Linked DNA regions of Macaca mulatta: region 1 is linked to region 2. The links are chromatin contacts, called in public Hi-C maps. All regions are on one chromosome and are shown on one strand. Each heading gives the region's core, a stretch centred on a gene start, on an enhancer-like site or on the middle of the called end of the contact. The rest is flanking DNA. Distances are from core to core; before and after follow the strand shown.

Region 1 (7,236 bases), core at 207-2,706, 57 kb after region 2:
CTGAGACAGAGGGAGAGTTCTGTTCTTCCTCATATAGACCTTTATTTAGTCTCCCTGTTCTCAATCCTGCTTCTCACTCTCGCTCTGTCTTGTAGGTATCTCCAAATCTCGGTCTCCCTAAAGCAGTTCTGGGCTGACAGCCCCCCCTTCCTTTCTGCAGCACCCTCTACACCCATTCCACATTATGGTTTTCTTCATTTTATTTTGTCAGACCACACTTACTTTTCACATGTCGAATTGAAAAACAATTATCTTCCGATGCCCCCCTTCTCCTTTTCTATTTTGTATCATTTTTATTTATCATCATTTTATGGGGTCTCAGGAAGAAGAGGCAGTAAATACATGTGCTTGGGTACCTAGCTTTAACAAAAAATCCTAAATGTAGGTTTTAAAAAAGATCTCTGGAGCAGGGTAGGAAAATAATATTTGTTGCCAGTGTGGTGGCAAAAAATAAAAAATAAAAATCTGAATCTGTGTTAGGACAGTATTTCTGTGTATAACATCGCGCTCAGCAACTTAACTCTCCAGATCCACGTATTTTAAGGACACGATGTATCTCAGACACCGACTTCAAACCTCACTTTACAGTTAAGTAAGACCACAAGTAGAATGATTTGCCTGAGGCCACACAAGTAGACAGTGGGAGAATGAGAACAGAAAGATCTATTGACTCTCAGTTCAATTTTCTCTTACCTTACCACACTGCTAGGGAGTAACAAGATGGGCAGATCACGAGTCAGATGAGAAAAGTCAAAGGATGACTTTTCCTGGGTAAATAGCCAGATGTCCAAGAAATGAAATGCTGGTCTGGCAGCACATCGTCTAACAGTTGGTAGTCGTATGTGGGAAGTACTGAATGGAGAGATGACAGCAGGCCCAGGAACTGCAATCATCCAAGTGCATGTCGATCCTGGGAGGGAACAATTAAGAGTCCGGGCAGGATGAAAAACAGTAGAAACGGGTGAGTGAATGCATGTGAACGCAGAGAAGCGACTGGAATTTGTTAGTGGGATTATGAGGCAGTGGTTAATTACGGTGGCGGAGGTGAGTAGGAGTAAAATGATGGCTTTTAACTCCTTTTAAGGACACCGAGAATTATTTTAATAAACACTGGAAGGCTGGGAATAAATATAATTCACACCATTCTTACTTTCTTGATTTAGAGATAAGCTTATCTACATCCTTAAATTAATGGCCGTAGCTACCCTCTGCATGGTTCCAAAAAAAAAAAAAAACCAAAACCCAAACCGGCTGCGAGTCTGCACGAGAAAACCGGGTTGCTCCAGGCCCCAGCCGCCCGCCGACTCGCCTAGCTGTCGGAGGCCAAATACACAGCTCCCGAAGCCGCGTCGGGCACCGCGCAGGGTCGGAACCGGGACACTAATTTCCGCCCACGCTCCCCGCGTCCGGGCCGGATCACCACAGAACACGACGTCCATTGCTGGGGTCCTCGGCGATGCCCGTGTGCGCAGCCCCGCGAGTCTCAGGTCAGATGGCCGCTCATTTCGCGGCCACGTTCCGCCAAGCTAAGGGGCAAAAAACCAGCTTTGGTGGAACAAAGCGTGCCCCCAGCAGCCACGGTCGGTCCCCGCGCTGGTCCCGCGGCGCTGGGCGGCCCCGGGCGCGGGTAACGGGCCACGAGAAGAAGGGGGCGGGGCGCCACTTAGGTTCGGGAAGACGCGACGCGGCTCCTCGGGCTTCCAGCGTCCACTTCCTACGGCAAGCGGGAAGAGACAAGCGCCGCCCCGCGCTCGCGGAGCAGACCCCGGCTCTCCCCTCCCGGGCCGCAGGGGTCGTGTGTGTGAGTGGGTACGCGTGTGTGTACGCAGGGCTGCTCCGCGCCTCTCGTTCGGTTTCGGTGCTGATCGACCGCCGCGGCGCCGAATTTCCCCCGCTTCCCAGTTCCTCACCCGCGTGTCCCGGAAGGCGCCCGGAGGCCCCCCGGCCGCCGCGTCACGCTCCCGGGAGGCTGAGGGAAAGGGAGGCAGCCGGGCCGGGAGCCCGGGGAGGGGCGCTGCGCCCGCGGCGCGGCTGGGGGCGGGGCTAGGTGTCTCGCGCAGGGGGCGGGGCGCGGTGACGTCGCGGGCGCCCGGGCCGTGCTGTGGCGGCGGCGGCGGCGGTAGTGGCGGTGGCGGTGGCGGCGGTAGTGGCGGCGGCGGCGCCCGGGCGGCAGCAGCGGCAGCAGCAGCAGCGGCAGCCCTGAGAAGGGTGAGACGGGCGCGACGGCGGCGGCAGCGCGGAAGTCGCGCGGGACCCAGAGCTTCCCCCGTGTCGCTAGCGCTGAGGCTTTTGCCTTTCCTGCCCAGCTTCTTGCTCACGGCCCGGGCTGGGCTGGGCGACGCGCCCCCGGGGAGGGGCGGAGCTGTAGGTGAGGCTTCGCGACCCCCTCCCCCTCCGGGCCAGCCCGGGGGTGGGGAGGGGCGGGCCCCACCCAGACCACGGCGCCCACCCGCGGGCTCCACCCAGCCGGGCTCCGGGATTGGGCGGGAGCCGAGGCGGTGGATGTGGGGATCCTGGGGCGGGAGGTCGGGGACTGGGGTCTGGGGCTCTGGGCACTTGGGGAGCGGAGGGGGGGAGGCTTAGGACTAGTGAAGCTGCGGACCAGGTAGTGGGCAGACGGAGAAATTGGGGAGCCATGAGGTTGGGGTGCGGTCAGGGTGGATCTTTGGGTTAGGTGAGTGATGTAAAATGCTGAAGATGATTCTTTTCTTTTTGATGAAATGGTGAGATAAAAGATGAAGTGTTGTATTTCAAAAGGACGATGAGCCGTGCATGTTACCTTTGAGGCAGTCGGAGAACCTATTTTATTGCACTGGATCTGTCACGTTTCTACTTTAGAGTTCGATTCTTTTCCTTCTAGCGGGGTGGATGGGGGCTCGGAGAGGGAAGGTGCTTTGGCTCAGGTAAACTGAGTGTGGATGGATCTGAAAGTTTTACACCCAAGAAGAGGGAGATCTTCGGTTTAGACAACTTCGTTCTGGCAGCCACCATTTGGGTTGCATTACTCTTAGCTCCTTCAAGGTGGTGTCTTCCAGGTTTTTTATCCCCGTGTGCCTAAAAGATCTCTTTATACCACCCTTTTACAGGCTGTATCCTGGTCCCTTGAGAGAAGGCCCCAGATCAGGTGGTTGCTTTGGAAGGCACGTTTCTGAATAATAGTTGCAGGTGGTTGTGGTTGACTACTTTGGGTGGATCAAGTGAACAATTTGAACAGTTCTGTTGGAGCTAATTATATGAAAAAATGCTGAAATGTTTTAAAGTACAACCGTCTTTTACAGCGTGTTGCCCAGCAGACCTTGACTTTTAGACATTTTGTGTTCAGTGCTAAATTGTTGAAATTTTATTTCTCCGTTTGCAGTTATACTTCTTGCGGTCTTTATTAAAACACTTTAAAATGAAATGGAACTTTTTTTTTGGTAGGTCCCTGAATTTCAGAGAAATGTTCTTGGAGTCAAGTGCTTTAAAAACATTTTGGGGGCATGTGTCTCACTTTGTATGGAAATATTACTAAGAATAAACAGTGTTCCATGTTCTTCACATCACTTTTTCACAACTTAGCACTGTAAATCAGAATCTTGTTTTCTGGATTCCTGCCCCCTGTTAGATTACAGTATTCACTGGCTCTACTTATCAGTTAGTGTCATTTAAGCTATTTCTTGTTCAGAAAACAGGTCCCATGGTAGACATGTATTATGTAATGGATGGAAGTAGACATGGCTCTCAATAATTCATTAATGGAGGAAGAGGAGCTGTCAGAAAGTGGGATTTAAGCAGTGACTTTCCCAAGGCTTACCCAGTTTATTTGGAAAAATAGCCAGAGAAGTGTTTTCCTTAACCCAAAAGAGAAATATACAGATACGAATTTCAGTAGTTGCAGATCAGTGCTTTTTCTAAGTGCCTACTTGATGAGCAGATTATTGTCTTCCAGCAAATACTTCTACTTTGTAGAGAGGTATGGGAAACAGGACATAATAGGTATTAAGTGAGAAAGTGTGTGGTCCAATTTATAATTATAAATAAATAACTGTATTCAGTTAATTCATTTGATAAAGTGAATAGTTTTGACTTTGGATTAGTTAGAAGGAAAACTTAAAATTGACATATCTAGTTTTGGCTTTTAAATTATACATAAACTTAATTAACTGGGACAAATGTGAACTAAGATACTGGGTAAAACTTGTGTGTACTCCTAAAATGACATTTGCATGGCTGGTAGTAAGCTGTGATTCTTGTCCTTGTAGGAATGAAATCATATAATTTAGGGAAAGTCTAAGGTAAAAGTAAGCTATTTCTTTCTTTTTTTTTTTTTTTTTTTTGAGACGGAGTCTCGCTCTGCCGCCCGTGCTGGAGTGCAGTGGCCGGATCTCAGCTCACTGCAACTCCGCCTCCCGGGTTCCCGCCATTCTTCTGCCTCAGCCTCCCGAGTAGCTGGGACTATAGGCGCCGCCACCTCGCCCGGCTAGTTTTTTTGTATTTTTTAATAGAGACGGGGTTTCACCGTGTTAGCCAGGATGGTCTCGATCTCCTGACCTCGTGATCCGCCCGTCTCGGCCTCCCAAAGTGCTGGGATTACAGGCTTGAGCCACCGCGCCCGGCCAAGTAAGCTATTTCGTTTAGCATTTCTTGTGCCTACATTTTATTTTTCAAAAAATGTTGCTTGCTAGTCATTACTTGTGATATCCTTGTTGAGTCTACTGAGGTGTTCTTTTTTTTTTCCTTTATTACCTATGTCATAGATAAGTATGCCAGTCTGTTAATTCAGCATTAATACTGCAAACTTAAAAGTGAAGGTTCTCAACTGGGCTCTGTGGCTCACGCTTGTAATCCCAGCACTTTGGGAGGCCGAGGCAGGCGGATCACAAGGTCAGGAGTTCAAGACTAACCTGGCCAAGTGAAACCTCATCTCTACTAAAAATACAAAAATTAGGCAGGCATGGTGGCGCACACCTGTAACCCCAGCTACTCGGGAGGCTGAGGCAGAAGAATCGCTTGAACCTTGGAGGTGGAGGTTGCAGTGATCCGAGATTGCGCCACTGCACTCCAGCCTGGCTCACAGAGCGAGACTCTGTCTCAAAAAAAAAAAAAAAAAGTGAAGGTTCTCATAGCAACAGCTGCTCGGTTTTACACTATGTTTACTTTTAGAAGTAGTATGAGAGTTGTTAAATGTGTATTTTACACATATTCCATCAGAAACACTAGTGGAGAAAGATCAAGGAATGAAGTATTTTGGTCAAGAATCATTACATTGATTATCAGTTTTCAGAGACATATAATAAAATAAACAGCATACAGATTATGTGGAATATAAGTGTTTTTCTTTTTCGTGTGTGTGTGGGGAATATAATTGAAATTTGTTGCTCGCCAAGTGTTTCAGTGTATTAGAGTGTGGGTTCTGGGGTCAGGGTGCCTGAGTTCAAATCCTGGCTTTGCCATGGTATGATGTAGGGCAAACTGCTTAATGTTGTTTATATCCTAGCCTTAACCTGTGCCTTAATTTCTTCATCTGCAAAATAGAAATAATAACAGTAGTACCTAACCTCTTAAACTGGTTAAATGAATATGAATTAATTCATGTATTTAGAACACTTTGGGCACATAATTAGCTGGTTCACTAACATCATTTGAAGTTTTACTGTGAATACTATTTTTACTTAATAAGTATGTATTAAATACATATTATGTACCCCATATCCCAGATGCTGGTATCGTAGTAGTGAACAGGTCTCCCAGCACTTTGGGAGGCCGAGGTGGGAGGATGGCCAGGCACTGTAGCGACACCATGTCTCTACAAAAATAAAATTAGGCCGGGCGCGGTGGCTCACGCCTGTAATCCTAGCACTTTGGGAGGCTGAAGCGGGTGGATCATGAGGTCAGGAGTTCGAGACCAGCCTAGTCAACATGGTGAAACCCCATTGCTACTAAAAATACAAAAAAATTAGCTGGGGGTGGTGGCACATGCCTATAATCCTGGCTACTCGCAAGGCTGAGGCAGGAAAATCTCTCGAACCCAGGAGGCGGAGGTTGCAGTGAGTGGAGATCGTACCATTGCACTCCAGCCTAGGCGACAAAGGAAGACTCTGTCTTAAAAAAAAAAATAAAATTAGCATGGCAGTATGTGCCTACAGTCTCAGCTACTCAGGAGACTGAAGCAGGAGGATCACTTGAGTTTGAGGTTGCAGTGAGCTGTCATTCCGCCATTGCACTCCAGCCTGGGTGACAGAGGGAGGGAGGCTATCTCAAATAAATAATAAATAAATAAAAGTAAGGGCAGTAGTCAGGAGCTGATGTTGTACTGTTTCAGGTGAGGGTGTCTCTGACCAAGGTGAAATGCTGAGAAGGGGTTGGATTTTGGATATATTTTGAGGGTAGACCTATAGAATTTGTTGGTGATTGTTTGTGGGATGTGGGCCAGACAGAAGAATAAAGAGTAAGGTTGGCCTGAGTAACTAGAAGAATAAAGTTGCCGGTAACTTAAATGGAGATGGTAATTGGTGGAGCGTGTTTGTGGAGAAACCAGAAGTTCAGGGTGATGTCCAGGAAGAGTGAGAAATGTGACTGTTTGCAGCTTATTTGTAGTACTTACAATTGTGAGATAGGTGAGATCATCAGGGGAGTGAATTTTGGTAGAGAAGAGATCCAAGCATCTGAGCCTTGGGGGCTGATTCATTCCCTTATTCATTCAGAAGCTACTTAGTGAGTATGGTTCTTCTGTGTACCTTTTTAGGCATTGGGGATATAAACCTGACAAAAATCATCACCTTCATGAAACTTACCTTCTAGATACATGGGGGGAAATGAAGAGGAACCAGTAGAGTGATGAGAAATAATTGAGTTCGGAGGAAAACCAGGGGAGTATGATGTTCTAGAAGTGAAGGAAAGGAAGCTTTCAAGAAGGAGGGAACGATCAACTGTGTCATTGTTTAAAGTTGTGTCAGAATGTTGAGTAAGAGAATTCTGCTTAATTATAATGTCTAATAACAGAGAAATGACTAAATATGTTTTAGTGTGAAATAGATGAAACAAATGTAAGAGTCTTTTACTTTTAGTTTTTTACTTCTCTGGGTTTTTTTTTTTTTTGAGAGGGAGTCTCGCTCTGTCGCCCAGGCTGGAGTGCAGTGGTGCAATCTCTGCTCACTGCAAGCCCCGCCTCCTGGGTTCACGCCATTCTCCTGCCTCAGCCTCCGGAGTAGCTGGAACTACAGGTGCCCGCCACCATGCTTGGCTATTTTTTTTTTT
Region 2 (7,086 bases), core at 349-2,848:
ATAGTGTATAATACAGTACTGAGAATAAGTAAATCCACAGATTAGTGCTGCTGGGAGGAGGAGGAAATAATGGGTGTCTGCTAATGAGTTTCAGGGTTTCTTTTAGGGATGATAAAAATGTTCTGGAATTAGACAATGGTGGTGCTTGCACAATCCTGTGAATATACTAAAGCCACTGAATTGCACACTTTAAAAGGGTGAATTTAGACTGGACGTAGTGGCTCACACCTGTAATCCCTGCACTTTGGAAGGGCGAGGAGTTGAGACAAGCCTAGCCAACCTGGTGAAAAATACAAAAATCAGATGGGTGTGGTGGCGGGTGCCTGTAATTCCAGCTACTCGGGAGGCGGAGGCGTGAGACTCGCTTGAACCCGGGAGGCGGAGGTTGCAGTGAGCCGAGACGGCGCCACTGTACTCCAGCCTGGGTGACAGAGCGAGACTACGTCTCCATTTTTTTAAAAAGGGGGTGAATTTAATTGTATGTGAATTATATCTCAACTTTTTTTTTTTTTTTGAGATGGAGTCTCGCCCTGTCCCCCGGCTGGAGTGCAGTGGTGCCATCTCGGCTCACCGGTGGGCAACCCCTGCCTCCCGGGTTCAAGCGAGTCTCACGCCTCCGCCTCCCGAGTAGCGGGGGTGACAGGCGCCCGCCACCAGGCCTGCCTATTCTTGGATTTTTAGTAGAGACGGGGTTTCGCTGTTAGCCAGGCTGGTCCAGAACTCCTGGCCTCAAGCGATGCTCCCGTCCGCCTTCCAAAGTTCTGGGACTACCGGTGAGACACCGCGCCAGACCTCATCTCAATCTGGTAACAAGGCCCAATACTCAGCTAAACTGAGCGTCAAATTTTTATTTATTTATTTTCCCCGTGACAGGTCTCGCTCTGTCGCCCGGGATGCAGTGTCGTGATGCCGGTGCGATCTCGGCTCACCACAGGCCCGACCTCCCGGGAACACGGGGCCAGGCCGCCGCCACGCCCGCGTCAAATTCCTTTCAAATCAGTCATCTCTTCCCAGCGTCCCCCGCTCCCTGCAACTCAACTTCGTTCAGCTGTTAACACCGACTTCAGCTCCCCCAGCCCGTCTCCGGGCAGCGTCTCCGGGCAGCGTCTCCGGGGACGCGCCACCACGGACTCCCGGCTGCCCGCACCGCGGTGGGGTCCCGGCGCGCCGGTGCCAGCTTTCCCGTACCCCGCCTTCCTGCCCATCTGTCGGGAAGCCCCGGTACTGAGCCCCTCACTGCGCCGGTGAACTAGAACAGGCCTCCGGGCTCAGCACCTCTGCGCTGAGACCTCGGGGTCAGCTCCACCGCGGCCCCAGGTTCTCACGCTCCACACCCACGGCAGAACCACCCGGGGAAGCCGCTCTCCTCCCCCACTTACGGGCCTCCGGCCCCGCGCGGTGCACGCAGGGAGCTCGATCTAGGCTACGGACAAGGGGAAGAGCGCTTAGATGGAGGCTGCGCAGAGGAGAATGGGAAGGGTGTGCGAGGGTCTCTGGGAAGAAGGTCCGAACCCACGCCAGCGCCGGACGGCAAAAAAAAAACAGACCGGAGGAGGAACTGTAAATCAAGTAGGAGGGGAAAAGAGCCGCAAAGCCGTCTGCGGCAGCCGTAAAGCAACCTGGAGGCGCAGTGCTGGCGTCTACGTGCTGAGCCGCTCGGCCTGCCCCTTCCCGGCGCGCGCTCTGCCTGCTACTTCCCTCCAGCTTCCCTCGGTCCGCGGCCGTCGGACCTCTGCTGCCCCCTGGTGGGCTCGGGGGTGTCGTCTGGCCTGCAGGGGCTAGTTAGGCCGGCGTGGTTCCCACTTCACATGCCCGGCGCCCACTGGGATGCGGGGCCCACCCGTGCACAACTGGGAAGATCTTAGGCAGAACGGTTGTCGGAGACCTGCCCAGGTTCCGCCCGGGCCGAGGCAGCGGGGGACCGGGTGGTTCCGGAGGCCCCTCACCACCGCAGCGCACAGCCAGCCGTCACCGGATGGCGCCTTCGGTTAGCGACGACGGCAGGGAATGGAGGAGTGCGGCTCGGCGAGGTCCTCTCGAGAATGCCCCTGGGGCCCGCGCGGCGGCTCAGGCCTGTAATCCCCGCACTTTGGGAGGCCGGGGCGGGCGGATCACCTGAGGTCAGGAGTTCGAGACCAGCCTGGTCAACATGGAGAAACCCCCGTCTCTACTAAAAATACAAAAAAATGAACCGAGCGTGGTGGCGGCGCCTGTAATCCCAGCTCCTCGGGAGGCTGAGGCCGGAGAATCGCTTGAACCCGGGAGGCGGAGGTTGCGGTGAGCCGAGATCGCGCCACTGCCCTCCAGCCTGGGCGACAGAGCGAGACTCCGTCTCCGAAAAAGATGGATGGATGGATAGATGATTGATGGACAGATAGTCCAACCTCAGAAAGGAAAAGGGCCTTCTATGTATAAAAATTGAGCAATAAATCATAAAGTAAATGGATAAATGTAACTACCGACATAAAACTTTTTAAACTTAATGTTTAAAAAAAAAACTTTTTTTTTTTTTTTTTTTTTTTTTTGGAGATAGGGTCTCACTCTGCTGCCCAGGCTGGAATGCAGTGAGATGATCATAGCTCACTGCACCCTTGAACTTCTGGGCTTAAGGGATGCTCCTGCCTCAGCCTCCTAAGTAGGTGGAACCACAGGCCCGTGTCACTGTGCCCAGATTTTTCTTTTTTTTTGTAGATACGGAGTCATGCTTTGTCACCCATTCTAACAAAACTTTAAACAAGAAGAAAGGTAAATATTATTACCATATATGGTAAGAGAGTTCATATATTAACTTCAAAGAAAAATAAATGAAATGAGTGAATATATCACAAAAGGAGAAATACAATAAATATGAGAAAAGGTTTAACTTCAATAAAAGTAATATATATATTAAAACAAGTATAACATTATCATTTCACCGATTAAATTAGGAAATTAAAATGTTTCTTTTTACACAAACATATGAACACATTCTTAATGAATTTTGAAGGTATTGCTTTAGTGTTTTTTATCTTTGCTGCTCTGGGGAAGTCCAATGCCATTCTAATTCCTGTTGCTTTTTATATAACCTGATACTTTGTATGTGAAAAGAATATAATTATACTTTTTTAAGTTTTCATAGTAGATATTTTCATTTAAGAAAGCACTTTGGGAGGCTGAGGCGGGTAGATCACCTGAGGTCAGGAGTTCGAGACTAGCCTGGCCAACATGGTGAAACCCCATCTCTACTAAAAATACAAAAATTAGCTGGGAGTAGTGGCAGGGCACCTGTAATCCCAGCTACTCAGGAGGCTGAGGCAGGAGAATTGCTTGAAACCAGGAGGAAGAGGCTGCAGTCAGCTGAGATTGTGGCATTGTACTCAAGCCTGGGTGACGAGAGCGAAACTCCATCTTAAAAAAAAAAACAAAACATGAAAAGATAAAATGAATAGAGGCCAGTCGCCATGGCTCATGCCTGTAATCCCACCACTGTGGGAGGCTGAGGTGGGTGGATCACCTGAGGGAAGGATTTCAAGACCAGCCTGGCCAACATGGTGAAACCCCATTTCTACCAAAAATACAAAAATCAGCCAGGCATGGTGGCACATACCTGTAGTCCCAGCTACTCAGGAAGCTGAGGTGTGAGAATCCCTGGAAACCAGGAGGCAGACAGAGGTTGCAGTGAGCCGAGATCACGACACTAGACTCCAGCCTGGGCAACAAGTGAGACCCTTTTTCTAAACAAAGAAAAGAAAATATAAATGGATAACCCAATTACCCTGAGGTGATCATTTACACGTTGTTTACAGGTATGAAAATATCACATGTACCTCAAAAGTATATACAACTATTATATATGTTTTTTTGGGGTTCTTTGGAGATAGGGTCTTACTTTGTTGTCCAGGCTGGAGTGCAGTGGCACCATCTTGGCCCAGCGCGACCTTTGCCTCCTGGGTTCAAGAGACTCTGCTGCCTCAGCCTCCCAAGTAGCTGGGATTACAGGCGTGCACTACCATTTCCAGCTAATTTTTGTATTTTTAATAGAGATAGGGTTTCACCACAATGGCCAGGCTGGTCTCGAACTCCTGACCTCAGGTGATCCTCCCACCTTGGCATACCAAAGTGCTGGGATTACAGGCATGAGCCACTGTGACCTGCCCTGTATATCAATTTTTTCATTGTGAAAAAATAAATAAATAAATTGTTTCAGTGGCCGCTGAGGTGTCCCTTGCTTCTACTGGTATATGCCTTCAATACTACTGTGCTGACACTTTCTCAAGTTGTCTCACAATGATAGAATTAGCCTTATTGAAACACCTGTATTTATTAAACAACTTCCTTCTAAGATGCTCCAGCTTTTAAAATTATACTTTATCCTGAGCATAATTCTTTGAGACAGAGAGAGGGACAGGTGAAGTCACACCTCACACTTCATAGCAGAGGTATTACTCCACAACCGTAAGCACACTCCTGTGGGTTGCATGAATTCTAAACTCTTCCAATACTGCTAGTTGTTTGTGAACGTGCCTTCAAGCACATGCTAAAATCAGACCTTTTTTTTTTTTTTTTTTTTTTTTGAGACAGAGTCTTGCTGTGTCGCCCAGGCTGGAGTGCAGTGGCACAAGCTTGGCTCACTGCAACCTCTACCTCAGGTTCGAGTGATTCTCCTGCCTCAGCCTCCTGAGTAGCTGGGATTATAGGTGCCCGACACCACGCCCGGCTAATTTTTTGTATTTTTTAGTAGAGACGGCGTTTCACCGTGTTGGCCAGGCTGGTCTTGAACTGCTGACCTCATGATCAGCCCACCTCGGTTTCCCAAAGTTCTGGGATTACAGGCCTGAGCCACTGTGCCTGGCCTACTCTCTGTTTTTGTGAATTTGACTATTTTAGATTCCTCATATTAGTGGAATCATGAATATTTGTCTTTTTTTTTTTTTTTTTTTTTGAGACGGAGTCTCACTCTGTCGCCCAGGCTGGAGTGCAGTGGTGCGATCTCGGCTCACTGCAAGCTCCGCCTCCCGGGTTCACGCCGTTCTCCTGCCTCAGCCTCCCAAGTATCTGGGACTACAGGCGCTGCCACCACGCCTGGCTAATTTTTGTATTTTTTGTATTTTTAGTAGAGACGGGGTTTCACCGTGTTAGCCAGGATGGTCTCAATCTCTTGACTTCATGATCTGCCCGCCTCGGTCTCCCAAAGCGCTAAGATTACAGGCGTGAGCCACCACGCCCGACCTTACTTGTTAATTTTTTGAAGAACGACCGTACTGATTTCCTTAGCACTTGCACCAGTTTACATTCCATCCAACAGTACACAAGGGTTCTAATTTCTCCACAACCTCGCCAATGCTTATTTTCTTTTCCTTTTTCTTTTTTTGAGACAGGGTTTCACTCTTGTTGCCTAGGCAGGAGTGCAATGGTGCAATCTCAACTCACCACAACCTCCACCTCCCAGGTTCAAGCGATTTTCCTGCCTCAGCCTCCTGAGTAGCTGGGATTACAGGCATGTACCACCACTCCTGGCTCATTTTTTTTGTTTTTTTAGTAGAGATGGGGTTTCACCATGTTGGCCAGGCTGGTCTCCAACTCCTGACCTCAGGTGATCTGCCTGCCTCGGCCTCCCACAGTGCTGGGGTTACAGGTTTGAGCCACCATACCCGGTCACTTTGTTCTTCTTTCTTATGACTAGTAAAGATTTTTGTTGTTGTTGTTGTTGTTGTTGTTTTTGAGATGGTGTCACACTCTTTTGCTCAGGTTTGAGTGCATTGGCATGATCATAGCCCACTACAGCCTCAAACGCTTAGCCTCAAGCACCCTCCTGCTTCAGCATCCTGAGTACCTGGGACTACAGGTGTGGGCTACCATGCCCTGCTTGGACTAGTCAAGTTTTAACAGATCATTAATTAACTCCTATTTTTCGAACAGCAGTAGCTGACATACGAGGAGACATTTAATACAGAGGCATAGGTCTCAGCCAAGGCAGTGCATCCAATTAGCCCTTAATTTCCTATATTTCACTGCCTGTTTCTTAACAAGGAAATAAAAGCCTTTTAGAACTCAAAGTAGCAGCTGTCAAGTGGAACTCTCCATATTGCATTTTTCAATAATTATCATTCCACAGAGCCCACCCTGGGCAGAATATCCAAGCCACTGGTTCTGAGATGGAGCCAGCTGGGATCAGAACTACCTTACTTCAATGCAAACATATTTTTCTAACTAATCTACTCCCTGGAAAAAGTTATTTTAACTGGATTTAAGACAGTGGGAGGGAAAGAAGTACAGAGAAGCACTGGCTTTCTTCCCGTTACTGCAGAATCAGTTGGTGTTTAGAATGAAGTGTGTCTTTTACAAGTGATTGATCTTCAAAACGGTAGAACTTCTGCCAGGCCGTAAAGTGGCAGAAGGGAAATGTGGGTCAGCACAAAAACTATTGAGGGTAAAAGAGAGAGAGATAAGGCCAGTGTTGCCATGAGACCTTGATCTTTTTCTTTTTTTTTTTTTTTTTTTTGAGACGGAATCTTGGTGTCGCCCAGGCTGGAGTGCAGTGGTGTGATCTTGCCTTACTGCAGCCTCCACCTCCCGGGTTCAAGCGATTCTCCTGCCTCAGCCTCCCAAGTAGCTGGGACTACAGGGTGATGCCGCCACACCCGGATAGTTTTTTTGTATTTTAGTAGAGGCAGGGTTTCACTGTGTTGCCCAGGCTGGTCTTGAACTCCTGAGCTCAGGCAATCCATCTGCCTCCGCCTCCCAAAATGCTGGGATCACAGGCATGAGCTACTGCACCTGGCCTAATTCATTTAATTCTTTTTTTTTTTTTTTTTTTGAGACGGAGTTTTGCTCTTGTTGCCCAGGCTGGAGTGCAATGGCACAATCTCAGCTCACTGCAACCTCTGCCTCCCAGGTTCAAGTGATTCTCCTGCCTCAGCCTCCCGAGTAGCTGGGATTACAGGCATGCGCCACCACACCCAGCTAATTTTGTGTTTTTTGTAGAGACGGGGTTTCTCCATGTTGATCAGGCTGGTCTCGAACACCGACCTCATGTGATCCGCCTGCCTTGGCCTCCCAAAGTGTTGGGATTACAGGCGTGAGCCACTGTGCCTGGCCTCATTTAAT

What was found. A called contact is a pair of places that touch in the nucleus more often than the background predicts.
Region 1: a contact with region 2 is called in a Hi-C map of cortical neurons, with 2.5 times the contacts expected there. The contact joins the promoter of LOC144333011 here to the promoter of RAD52 in region 2. A contact is called at or near these places in 2 of 14 Hi-C or Micro-C datasets (cortical neurons and fetal cortex germinal zone).

Annotation. Positions count from the first base shown.
Region 1 is chr11:1,783,063-1,790,298 of T2T-MMU8v2.0, forward strand. It overlaps LOC144333011, which reads left to right and starts at 1,457. Exons shown (of 3, transcript XM_077954849.1): 1 at 1,457-1,487; 2 at 1,532-2,368. The coding sequence starts at 1,457.
Region 2 is chr11:1,726,007-1,733,092 of T2T-MMU8v2.0, forward strand. RAD52 (RAD52 homolog, DNA repair protein) reads right to left here and starts at 1,599. Exons shown (of 13, transcript XR_013400762.1): 1 at 1,380-1,599.